Regions from separate parts of the Ovis aries genome. Here region 1 is linked to region 2. Evidence: chromatin contacts called from public Hi-C data. All regions are on one chromosome and are shown on one strand. The core of a region is the stretch at or near the end of the contact, and the rest is flanking DNA. Distances in the headings are between cores, read along the strand shown.

Region 1 (6,930 bases), core at 4,193-6,692, 150 kb after region 2:
TCTGGAGGGCAAGAATCTATTTCAATGTCTTTCTTTGCATATTTGATTCATCTGACTTGGTGCACTGCACACAGTGAAAGCTTAATAGGTGTTGATGGAGCAACTGACCCTTTAAAGCCCTAGGCAAGTGATCCAAACAAGACACAGCTCTAGCTACTGACAAAAGGCTTCTTATTGTTTTCTGCTAGCTCCTGCTGTGTTGGAGCCTATAATAATAAGAGAATAAATTATCCGTTGACACGGGTGCTTTATGGAAAATCAGAAGCTGTGGATATTCTGAGAAAATAATGCTAAACAAAATCAATCTTTCTCAGCTTCAAAAATTCTTGCACATTTAGCTTAATTCTGGTATCTCACAGAAAGTTCAAGTCACGTTCTTCTTCATCTGAATCCCCATGTGAAAATACTACCTTTTGACTGTCCTACAACTATTCCTGTTTTCTCCAGAACTGGGAAGTAAACAGGACTTGTGCCACCATGGGCTGCTTCCCAAATGGAGGGAAATATATACATGTGACCCCTGAACAAGCTGGGGGCTAGGTGTGCTGACATCTGGCCAAGTTGAAAAGCCATGCAACTTATAGTCGGCCCTATACACACCAGATCCACAATCACGGATTCAACCAATGGCAGATCATAGCCCTGCAGTATTTACTAGAAAAAATATCCCTAAAAAAGTGGACCTGAGCGATTCACACCTGTGTTGCTCAAATGCCAGAATTCTAGTTGAGGTTGAAGGGATAGGTATTGCCTCAATCAGTTTTATCAGTATCCCTTTTTTCATTTATTTCATTTATTCACTATTCCTTTTTTTCATTGCATGCGTGCTAAGTCGTATCAGCTGTGTCTGACTCTTTGCGAGCCCATGGACTGTAGCCCATCAGACTCCTCTGTCCATGGTATTTTCTAGGCAAGAATACTGGAGTGGGTTGCCATACCCTCCTCCAGGGGATCTGCCCAACCTAGGGATCAAACCTGCATCTCTTATGTCTCCTGCATTGGCAGGTGGGTTCTTACCACTAGTGCCACCTGGGTTCTTGCAAATATTATGTACTCTCCAATTTTTAGCCATTTCCTTTGCCTTGTAATGAATAGCTAAGCAACCAGCTTGATGATAATCTTGTGAGATAGTTTTTTCAAATCTGTCACTTTAAGACTTGGGTTGTCTTTTTCAAAACAGTATTTTTTTTTTTTAACATTGCAACAGGCCACTACATGTTACCCATTTGTCTAAAGTGGGCTTTTTAAAAGGCTAAATGTATAATCACTTGAAATTCACATCATCCCAAATTTCATACAGAGGGCTCTCAAGTACCGCATATGTGTGTGCATGTGCTCAGTCACTGAGTCATGTCCAACCTTCTTGTGACCCCATGAACTGTAGCCCGCCAGACTCCTCTGTCCACGGTATCTTCCAGGCAAGAACACTGGAGTGGGTTGCCAGGGTATCTTCCCAACTCAGCAACTGAACCCGCATCTTCTACACAGGCAGGTAGATTCTTTGCCACTGCCCCATCAGGGAAACCCCTCAAGTACTGTAACTGAGGTTAAAGAGTTATTTTGTTGTTTTTCCATCATTGCAGCATGGGGAATTAGTGTGTTGGAGAGCGAGGAGGAAAATTAATGTGCTGGAGATAAATCCATAGAGATTCAGTTGCCCCCAACCTCCCTTGCCAAAATTCTAGGCCAGAGCCGTGTTGAGTGCTGGTATATGTTCAGAGAGCAGGAACGTGGTTCTCAGGAATTCATCCCTTTCAACATCAGCACCCTAACCAGAATCTCCTTTCTCGAACCCCTTTTAGGAAGATGCATCCCAACCAGAGAATGTCAATCAGCCAAAAGAAAAAAAAATCAGCTTACTTGTATCATTTCATATCTGTGTGACCTTAAGAAAGCTATTGAACCTCACTGGATTTCTTTATCTGTGTATCATTTAATCTTCATCAAACTTCATTCAGAAATAATATACCCATTTAGCAGATGAAATAAAACAAAAGCTCAAAAAGGTGAGTTATTTGCCCATGCTACCCAAATCATCAGGGCCCCAAACCTTTCACTTTCCACTGCTCCACCCTGAACTACCAAGCCAATGCTTGGACTTAGTCATAGGCCACTCAAAGGATGAGAATGTTGCTTCCATCTCCCCATGTCCACAGCCACAGTACCACCTAGTAGCCTTCAAAATATTGAGATGCAATTTCAAAGGCAGCTCAAAGAAAGAGACATTAAAAAAAAAAAAGAAAGCAAAGTGTTATGGCCTTAATTACTCCAAACTTTAGTCTTCAGCTGAGTCCCAAACCAACAGAGGGCAAAAAATAAATTCCCTTCCTTCCAATTAAGTGAAAATAAATGTACTATTACTTATTTAGTCAATGACATTTATGGATCATGATGGTGTCTATGGAAGCTCTGAGCCGAGATGAAGAAGGGAAGGAAGATGGCTGGCCCCTTGACTGGGCTTTCACAGCCCTGGGGGGGCGGGGGGAGGCGGGATGATGTGGATGAGGAGTAGAGGCTGTGTCAGATAGCAGTAACCTGCCCCCGTCATTTCTGAACTTGGTGGACTGGTCACAAATTCCAGCCACAAGGGAGACTACTTGAGGTATAATAGCTGCTCTTAACTGGCCATACAGGTATTCCTCTAAATGAGGTTACTGGAATCAAGACCAGGTCCCCCATTCCCCACACCACTTACACATAGACTTACACACACAGTCCACACAAACGAAAAGAACTTTCAAGTATTTCTAAGCACTTATGTCAATGTTCCATACTATCAAAATCTCTAGGAAATTAATTACAAACTCTTCCAAGTCATATTATAGGTCAAGCCATAGAAGATGAAATTGGAGGATCGTGAACTATACTTGGGTCCGGCTTTGCCTAGGAAACTGGGACTGATCCGGAAGATGCATATACATACACCTATGCATCGTCACCTGAGGACAATAACCACCATTTTTGCAGACAAGTCCAGAATTAAACCTTTGCCTACATTATCATAATTTATTGTCACAACCCCCAAGGCGATGGTTACTATGATTTGCATTTTATTAATGAGTAAAATGAAGCTCTGAGAAATTAATTACCCAAGCTCACCCTCCTGGCCAAATGAGGATTCTACTGTAGATGCAAATCCACCTCTGAGATGAGCTCCCCACTAGCCTGGCCTGCCTCTAATCCCCCAAGAGTCTAGTACTTAATAAATAGTCCATTAGTAATGAATTGAACCAAAAGAGAGATTAAGCCTTGGGGTTTTCCTAACTGAGATTCTCCCAACTGCACCCACTCTAGGGACCATATGACAGTCAGCTGGAGCCTCAGGGCAGGGCCATCTCCACCTGGAGCGGGCCCACCACCCAGGTGAGCATCTTGCCTTCTACCCTTCCCATTCCCCTTTGCCCCAGAATCCTACAGCTGGACCGCCGAGGAAATTCGGTATGCGGTAAGCGTCTAGGGCCTGAGAAGCAGGGTGGGAGTGGAAAGCGGACAAGAACAGCATGTGCCTGCGGGTATTTGCTCCCCAGGTTCCTTCAGTGATTTCGTTTGTGTCTGGCTTCCTATAAACAAAAGAAGAACAATGAGAGGAAGGAATACCAGGAGGCACCAGCGCAAGCAGTGAGGAAAGGAAGTTTGTGGTACACAGGGGCAGGGCGGTTCCCCACCACTCATCTGCGGCAGCCACTGGGGCGGGCACGCTGCAGGCACACTCAGAGGCTTCCAGGAGAAAAGAAACTTGGTGGGGGTTTGCGGCGTTACTGTTTTGCTTTTCTTTTGTTCTTTTCTTTCCCCTAATAGCAAAGAAAGGGAAAGCATCGTTGGCTGATACTTGAGCTGCCTTTTCAAATCCCTGTGCTTCCCGCATTGAGTCCCTCTGCCCTTCACCCCAGGCTAGGTGAACTTACAATCAAATGGGGGGCAAATGGTACGGTCGGGCAACCCCAGATGATGCCAGTCTAACTCGAGGAGAAGGAAAGCATCGGAACAGGTAGAAAACAGAACGGGAAGGCAGAGGTAAGCTTCTCTGCAAGATGAGACATAGCCCAGCTCCAGGGATGGCGCCGGGCTTCACCCTGGGCGCCCCGTCAGCCCCTCTCCCCTGTCCCTTTCTTCACCTTTTGCCCCATGGAGAAGTCGTGGCGCCAGAGCAACGTTATCATATCCCTGATCCCCAAGGGCGAAGACGCTCTGGACTCAACCTTTCGCTCGTTTTTGTTTTTTTCCTGCCTGGCTGTAACTTGGCTCCCCAAAGCACCGATTTTCCAGGTTTCCTGGGAAATTAAAGATTCCGCGCGCCCATCGCTGACCTCCCAGCCTTTCGACATCCTTGGAGCACGCTCCTGGGGCCACAAAGGACCACCGAGCTCGACGCTAGCGCGCCCCATATGGAGAAGAGGAGGGAACCGAATGTCTCCGAAGTTTGGAAAAGTTTCCAAAGGGCTGGGGAAGGGGAGCGGGGGGTGCAGACAAGGGAGAAAGGGGAGCACTACCTGTTGACGGAAGGAGGGAAAGTCGTCTGGCCCCACCTCCCCGGGGCGCCCAGCTCCCCGCCCTGCAGAGCTCAGCGCTCACCTTGAGCCCTCGTATCTCGCCGAGGTGCAGCTGCAGGCGGCGGTTGACCTCCCGGATGAGGTTGCTGTGGTCCAGCATCGCGCTCACCTTCTCGGCCTCCGCGCGCCGCAGGCAACGGATCAGCTCCTCCTTGCTCCACTGCAGCAGCTCCTCGTCCGACACTTTGGACAGGTCCTCCACGGCAGCGGCCGCAGACGGGCCGGCAGAGGTTGGAGGACAACTTTCCGCCGCCGATGCGCCTCCAGCCGCTTTCGACATGGTATCCGCGCGGCGGCAGGTGTGAGTGGGTGGAAAAGGCAAAGCGACTCCCGAAGACGCGGGCGCTGCGGGGCCGCCTCCGCCCACACCCCTGTGCGCTCCAGCGAGTCAGCTGCACCGCCCAGGGGCCGCTGGGTTGGGGCGGCAGGGGTCGCGCTGGACGGCCATCCTACCTCGCCATCTCCGCGCGCGCGCCCGCGCACCCCAAGGGCCGGGCAGCCACCCGCGCGCTGCGGCCAAGGCACATCCCGACTCCGCGCAGGTCCATGGTGAGGGGCGCCGGGAAGCGGGTGCCGCTCGAGGAGGCACTGGGGAGCCGCAGCCCGGTTCCCCTGCCCTCTCCACCGCCCTAATTCGAGCCTGTCGCCCCCTACACTCTCGCACGCACACAACGCACACGCGCTCACTTTCTTCCCCCTTGCCCAGCTGCAGCCCCGCCTCTATCCTAGCCTCGCAGGGGCGCGCTGGGCCCCGCGGCACCTCCGGGGCTAAGCTGGCGCCGCCGCCGCTGCTGCCCGGGTGATCCGTGCGGACGGACGGCGGCGCTTCTCCGACCGCCTTAGCTACTCCCGCCGCCGCTCCCAGGGAAGCCTAGGATTTGCAGCGCCGAGCCGAGGAGGGGTGGAGGCTGGGTGGGAAAAGGCTGGATCGGCAGGAGGAGGAGCTTGCAGCCAGGGCAGCCTGCAGCCGGCCGCACCTCCCGCGCGGGCCGGACGCAGCTGCAGCCGTTCCCTTGCCTGCTGGGATGCCGAGGCACGCTCTCCGCTGTCCCGCCGGGGAAGGCCGGGGGTGCGGTTCGTTCTGCGCCCCGGCGCGGGTGGGGCGGGAGAAGTATGAGAAGACGTGACGCTCAGGCTTTGGGAGGCTCGCGGGCGCCACCGTGTGACCGAAGTTACTGCTCCCTCCGCCCCTTGCCTGCCAGGCTAGTTACCTGGCAGGGGAAACAGCTGTGAGCAAAATGAGCTACTTGAAGAAATTGAGGTTCAGGAAAGATGGGTAGGACGACATGAGGGTAACCGTCTGAGTATACTTTGGAGGACAGAAGAAAAGGTCGGTGGCAAAGACATAAGCGGGCTGTGGGGAAGGAACGTGTAAGAAAACTCTCTAAGAAGGGGTAAAAGAGGCTTCTGGGCAATACTCTAAGGACCGCAAACCCTCACACTCACCAGAGCAGGCCTCTGTCTTGTCTAAAAACCCACTACTTAGTGAAGAAGCTTAAAGGAAAGTTCTGGATCTTTTATATTTTTGTTTGGAAAACATCAGAGCCTTAAGGGAAAAATAAAAACTCCTGCCCAGGGAGGGATTTGATTCAGCTCATATCTGAATGGTCTAGTGGTTATCCCTACTTTCTTCAATTTAAGTCTGAATTTGGCAATAAGGAGTTCATAATCTGAGCCACAGTCAGCTCCTGGTCTTGTTTTTGCTGACTGTATAGAGCTTTTCCATCTTTGACTGCAAAGAATGTAATCAATCTGATTTCTGTGTTGACCATCTGGTGATGTTCATGTGTAGAGTCTTCTTGTAATGAAATCCCTTACAATATACAGTGAAAGTGGAAAATAGATTTAAGGGACTAGATCTGATAGACAGAGTACCTGATGAACTATGGATGGAGGTTCATGACACTGTACAGGAGATAGGGATCAAGACCATCCCCAAGAAAAAGAAATGCAAAAAAGCAAAATGACTCTCTGAGGAGGACTTAAAAATAGCTGTGAAAAGACAGGAAATGAAAAGCAAAGGAGAAAAGGAAAGATATACCCATTTGAATGCTGAGTTCCAAAGACTAGCACAGAGAGATAAGAAAGCCTTCCTCAGCAATCAATGCAAAGAAATAGAGGAAAACAATAGAATGGAAATGACTAAAGATCTCTTCAAAAAAATTAAAGATACCAAGGGAATAGTTCATGCAAAGATGGGCTCAATAAAGGACAGAAATGATATGGACCTAACAGAGCAGAAGATATTAAGAAGAGGTGGAAACCATACACAGAAGAACTATACAAAAAGGATCTTCATGACCCAGATAATCACGATGGTGTGATCACTCACCTAGAGCCAGACATCCCAGAATGTGAAGTCAAGTGGGCCTTAGGAAGC
Region 2 (6,790 bases), core at 317-2,816:
CGTCGGAAACCAAGAAACTATATATTTTAATTAAAGTTTGCGGCTCAAAAGGAAAATCTTAAATAACTGGTGCCTCCAAGTCTTTGCTGAATTAGCTTAGCTATGGGAAATACAGGCTTTTAGAAGCAAAAGAAAAATCTTCAACTTTACCATCTTCCATTTACTACACGCATCTCTTAGAATGTGAGATAGCCTGAGTTAATTCTCCAATATGTGAAGTCAAAATTTACCCTCTGAATAGAAAGTCCACTTGAACACAAAATAGAGGAAAAATTATAACTCTGGCTTAGGAATGTTTTTCCAGCCACAGGTAAGATGAATACAAAAGATATTTTAAAAACCTTTTGACAACTACCATTAGTACTTTCAATTTATTGAATGTCAATGATGCCTGTTTATCATAGAAAAGTGACATTTTGCTACTTTGTGAATAATTGCCTGAAACAGAAGTGGAAATCCTTAACCACATACTTATTCAACAAACATTTTATGGGCAGTCAACCATTTGTCTGTATGGAAAACAAATATCCTAATAGAATACATTTAACAGAACATTCCCATACTATGCACATTCTGGACACTAAGCTTTATTTTCACAATAATATCATAATTATTTGACAGGCAGGGTGACAGTGATCTAGTGAAGATTAGTGACTTTTTCTAAGTACTAAGACTGTGTCTATAACTGCAAGCCAGTCAAAGCTTCAACAGAACTAGTCAGTTAATTTCATCAACAGCCTGTCAATTTCTGTCAATAATACCAAAAATAAAACTCAGGCAAATCACTGGAGTGATATATCTATGCCCAGGAAAAAATCCAAATGGGATCAGACTGCTTTTGTCCCTAATAACAAAGAACATGTTTTAGGAGAACCATATAAGTGTCTGAATGATCATATAAGCATCCTGGCAAAGATTAATAGTTAAATGCCATCCAAACCAAATATGGCACTGGGGCAGTTCTTGGAATGATTCCAGAAGGAAACAGGCAACATTTTATTTGAAATTTATAATCTCCTTTGCTGTCAACTAATCCAAATATCTAATTTTTTCAACAAATATGTCTCAGGAATATTGTTACTATTTATTATTAACATTGTGCTCCCCTATCACCACTCTATCTGGTCCCAGGTCTGCCAACACCAAGTCCACCACTGAACCGACTCCTTCTATCATAAATGGGTGTTCTATGCATAGCCACCAAGCTGAGAAAGTTCCAACTTACAATTAAGCAGGGCAGCTGGGATGGGATTCTTCCTGTTTGAGGTGGACACATTCATTCTCTCAGGTCCTGCACATCCACGTGCCACCGCAAAGGGGAAGTTCCCAAGATCACCCGCTGATACAAAACATTGCCTTGCACACAACAGGGCTTAAGAAGCCCTTCCTTTGAGAAGGTGTGATTTACATATGCTTTTGCCCATCTAAGCATTGTCCCTTTTCTTTGTAAGATCTACAATTCCCACCTGTCTTTCTGTAGTTGGCCCTCGAGTCCCTCCATCTCAGCAGAGACTCCATGGACTAAGTCGGTCTGTCACAGTCACTCCCATCTCTGAATTCATACCACACTTTGCCTTAACTCAATGTAATGCTACACAGAATAACCCTGGACTCCATGCTCATGTATCCATGAGAACAGTGGTTCTACCTCGCCAGTTGTTTCAGTCCCTTGCAGGCAGAAGCTTGGTTGATATTCCATGGTGTCAGGGACAATGACAGACACACAGTATAAGCTGCATAAATACTTTCTATGTGGTAACTATTTTCATTCTCAAAGTCATTTCCATAGCTGGATTCAGTCACTTAAAAAATAGTCACTTTTACTTCCACCAAGTTTTTAATGAAATTTCCCCCATTCCCAAAAGACTTCTGGTAAAAAAAGTTATTTATGCAAAATGCAGCCTGATAAAACAATTAGTATTTTTCCCACTCTTGATTACAAAACGTTTAAACAGATTGCAGTTAAGAAGTTACCTCAGCCAATCCAATGGGAGGTAGGGTGGGTGGGCAGAATTCCAAGAGTTTATTTGTAAACCAGTTGTTGGGAAAAAGGAAAACACGTTCCAAAGTGACTGACATAATATCCCAGGTTTGGAGGGGTGGGGGCTGTGTTGTTCGTCTTCCAGCAGCCTGTAACTGATCAAGCCAAAGGGGCTGAGAGGAAGAGACACAGCATCAGGGAGGCCCACTTGACGCCCAACATCAAGGCTCTGGGAAAGGAAGGAGGAACAATAGCAGGCACCCTCCACACCCCTTCCTCTAAATCCTGATTGGGAGTCAGGGACCAGTGCTCCCATGCTGGGGGTCAGGAAATTCCAAAGAGCAGTGAGCCTCCACTATAACTTTCAGGAGGGAAGGAACACCAAGTTAAAGTAGAAAGGAAAGGACCACTTGCGGCTCCTCAACTGGATGGGTCATTTGTATATCCATGGCCTCTTAAATGAATGATGGATGTACTTAGGGTACCCCCCACTAGCAGGCATCTGGGAGATCGCTGAGCACAGTCTTTCTCAAGCTTGAAACTCCCTCATCAAGTCAACAGCTTATTTGGGAGATGACATGCCATGGTCCATCAGTCTGGGAACCACCGGGCTAAATAAAAATCATTGCAGGTCACTACCGGCTACTGGAAGATAACAGAGAATATTGTAAATCTTGTCAATGTTGAGGGAAGACAAACCACGCAACATTTCCCAAACTATATGAACACAGGATGCTTTTCCAGAAGGCAGCACTGTGCAGGTCATAGGGTGGAAAACACATATGAACATCCTCTGTATTTTACGGATGAGACAACTAAGTAATTTCTGGAGACAGCAGGATTACTATATGGAAGAACAGGAATAAGACTCAGAACTGTCCTACTCTAGAGCTGTACTCTTTCTTCAGAGCACCTCCCAGTTTCTAACTGCAACTCTGACCACAGAATCCATTGCTAGGAAGCTGTGGCTCACCCAACCTTCTCTCCTCACTATCCTAAGGCTCTGCCTTTCCCCTCCCTTCCATAGCTAAGAGCCCAAGCTCATTCAAGACTACCCTTGCCTCCTGAACTACTCTACTCTACCTAATATCAGATCCAGTCTCAACTACCTGCTCACCTGGATCTCCGCAGATTATCAGAATCCTCTCCTCAAGGTGGCTGAGCCAAAATCTGTTGTCCTTTTCAATGCTGACTACTGCTTGCAGCAACCCCATCTTCTGACACCACACCCTGGCTCCCTCCACAGGCCCCGCCCTGACTATAAGGTCCCCCATAGCCTCAGGGGTCCAAGCAAAGTCCCTGCCCTCCCTGTGAATACCTGGTACTCACATCCCATCCCTGTTCCTTTGCCACCCAGCTAGCTGTTTGTTGCCACAGGCAACATCATGTACCAGGGCCAGGAGGACAACCTTCTGCCAGGGCAAGTATCCATGGTAACCAGATGGGGCCAGCAAATAGAATTAAACTCCATAGATAATTCCCCAAAGTTAGCTTAGCTGATAGATGATTTATCAGAGCAGTGAACATTTGGCAAAACCAAGTACATTGGGCTCCAAATCCTCTTTGTTGCATTGTGGTCTGCAGGGCAAAGACATGGCTTAAAGTGAGAATCTGAAAAAGACAGCAGTCCTAACCTTAACAGACCTAGAGAAAAAACACTGCCCAGGAGATGAAACAAATGCAGGCAGGATGCAAATCAAGATATTAGTTCTCCTTATCGCCACTTCAGATTCAACAATATTTATCAGGGGCCTGTGATGTATCAGGTAATATAAGGAATATAAAGAAATGTATAACACACGTGAGATTTGCACAAACTAGTTAGGAAAGTAAAACTGAAATGCATAAGAAGATAAATATGATTTAAGGGACTATTAAGATAAAAACAGAAAGCAAAGTTACCATAAAAAAGAACGTGACTAGCTGTCAACTGAATGGTACAAACAACGATAGCCATGAATGGTCAGATGACAGGATGACAATTACTCATCTCTGCTCATAACAAAAGACTCTGAGGACACAAAAGGCAGTGAGACCCTCTGACTCATTAATCCTTTGATCAAATGAGCATGTTAAGCCCTGACCCATGGGAGGGTTAGACAAGATGGCATATATGAAGCAGTATGGAAGCATGAAGAACTCTTCATTTATCATGCTTTTGTATTTCAGGATCAAGAACTAGACCACCAAGTCAATTCTCTTCATGTGAAACTCCAGAAACATTACATCAAATCAGCTTCAGGGCTAGTGAATATTGTCAGATTTTCATAACTAGAGATGAATGTAATTAGTGCAGAGAAGACAAGAAATACCAAATAAATGACATGCTGTGCAGATAGTATTTCCTTTTTGCCAAGTTAAAATCCTTAAACTCACTTTATAAAGTGGACTCTCATAAAGCAGATCATGCTTTCCCTCTGAGACTATACAGTAATTGGATGTTTATTTCTGACCAAGGATTCGGTATCACAGCTGTCACAAATATAATCTACAGTGTCATAAAAGCAAAGATGGAATAATAATAAATCTTCATAATCATGGAACGTACTAAAGTTCTTCTTCAAACCCTATAATAGAGGCATCTTGCATGGTACACAATGATTACACAAAGGACCCAATGCATCATAAATTGTACCTACATCCAAATACAACCCCATTATATTATAAATTCAAACCCAAACCACTGTAGTAACTATAATAAACATTTAATTAAAAATGATTTTCTTGCTGGCTTAGCACTGTCTCCAGGAACTCAAACACAGTACGAGAAATTCTGGTTTAGGCTTCAATTTTCTCCCAATAAATATCTCATAATAGAGGCATTCTAAATCAATCCATCAACTGAGAGCTGCCATTTAAAGAAAAAGGTTTTAATAGATGCTTTCTAGTGATCATGATAGTGATGCAAGTGTGTCTACACCTCAAAAATTACTCTGTAGGTCACCATTAACACAGCCCATGTCTTCTTCTTTTGCTCCTACCTCCTGCTTTAGTCACAGTTAGAAAAGCAAATGCCCCATGTCACAGCTCAACAGTGCCACCAGGAAGCAAGTGCCCCCCATCCTCTATCTGTAACAGTCTCTGGTTTATCAGACTTCTGTGATAGCAGTGCCTCTCCACCATTAATGTACATACAAGTCACTTATGGATCACCTTAAAGTGTGGGATTTTGGTTCAGCAATTCTGGGCTGAGATGACACTCCTGTTGCCAGTCTTGGTACTACCCTTGAGAAACAAGGTATTAGAATGCTGCAGATGCTTGAATTCCTGCTCTGCCTTCCGCTAGCTGTGAGACCCTGAGCAAGTCATTCAGCCTGTAGATCTGGTCTGACATCTGCAAAAGAGAATTTCCACTGCTCCATTTTTGGAACTATTGTAAAGCTCTTAGTAAGGTACCTGACAGATAACTAGATTCTCATTAAGTGTTAGTTACCTTCACTTTTGGAGAAGGCAATGGCACCCCACTCCAGTACTCTTGCCTGGAAAATTCCATGGACGGAGGAGCCTGGTAGGCTGCAGTCCATGGGGTCGCTAAGAGTTGGACATGACTCAGTGACGTCACTTTCACTTTTCACTTTCATGCATTGGAGAAGGAAATGGCAACCTACTCCAGTGTTCTTGCCTGGAGAATCTCAGGGATGGCAGAGCCTGGTGGGCTGCCGTCTATGGGGTCGCACAGAGTTGGACATGACTGAAGCGACTTAGCAGCAGCAGCAGCACCTTCACTTCATTGAAAAGTCATCAAAACGAACCAAATCAAGATACATTAGCTTAAGCTGCCAGAAGCAATCTGTAAACAACTCTTATCAGAATTGCTAGAAGCCAGCAATGGCCAAAATCCTATGTTTAAATATTGATAGAAAGTGTGGAATGGAAAAAGGCACTGGGACCTAAGGGATGGTGTGACTGCTACAATGTGATGAGAGCGGGAGGAAAACGGGCAACAGTTAAAGAAGGCTATGAGATGTTAAAGCTTATATTCTCTTCCCCTGAGCCTTATCACCAGAGAGGACCAAGAATTAGGAAGAAATACTGGAACAAAATACAAATCAAAATTATTCTCTCCCTTCTGTATTTCAATCAAAATACCAACATATAAGGAAAACATATATAAGAATGACATCAGAATAAGAATCCACAGAAATGTTTAAGGACACTGCCACTGAACTTATAGGAAATGTGCGTAGAAAAGGTCATATTTGACATTCACTCCCTAAATTAAAAGTTGCCAGCATTGCAAGGATCAAGAGTTCCTGGAAGGTATGAATTCAAGAGACAGACAAATGGCTCAAGCTGTGGGAGGAATAGGGATTCAACAGTCTTTGTTTTCTGTCTATGCACATCTGTAAATCTGCAGTGAAAATTTTGATGGGATTAATCGTTTCTTCCTGAAAAGCATATGCAATTTTCTGTACAGTCTTGCCATATATAATTCTCAGATGTAGCCATATATTTAATACAAACTCAAAACAAACTACTAATAATCAGTCTGAGAACCCAGGGAACATGAAATCAATTAAGAATGTGCTCAGATAATCCAATAAAGTAAAGCAAAGTTGATCAATTTTTTTGTTTGTTTATTTGCTTGATCGGTCTAGTTGGATTGATTTGGTTCTTAATATAAAATCATTATTGTGGTCCAACTTTGTAAGAACCTCGTTATAAATTAGAATAAAGGAAGTCCATTTTGTCTAAACAGAATTGTTCTGAGATTCCTGCTGTGTCCTCTCATGAACCCTGGGACTTCTTGTTGCTTCTGGTAGCTGCAGGTGACACAACAGAAAGGTAGATTCCATCAGGAATATATGC

What was found. Hi-C and Micro-C count contacts between places; a contact is called where the count stands out from the background.
Region 1: a Hi-C map of tail adipose tissue shows a contact between it and region 2, with 2.3 times the contacts expected there. The contact joins the promoter of CCDC85A here to the enhancer-like site in region 2. A contact is called at or near these places in 2 of 16 Hi-C or Micro-C datasets (muscle and tail adipose tissue).

The regions. Positions count from the first base shown.
Region 1 is chr3:67,926,874-67,933,803 of ARS-UI_Ramb_v3.0, forward strand. It overlaps CCDC85A (coiled-coil domain containing 85A), which reads right to left and starts at 5,443. Exons shown (of 3, transcript XM_060412168.1): 1 at 4,573-5,443. The coding sequence starts at 4,830.
Region 2 is chr3:67,779,710-67,786,499 of ARS-UI_Ramb_v3.0, forward strand. The region is part of intron 2 of CCDC85A (coiled-coil domain containing 85A); the gene reads right to left. Among named protein-coding and RNA genes, the nearest start is that of CCDC85A, 150 kb to the right of the region's middle. Within about 2 kb of position 1,567, at least 3 of the 54 cell types and tissues checked have an H3K27ac peak or open chromatin away from gene starts, as enhancers often do. A contact at or near this core is called in tail adipose tissue, where this site is marked.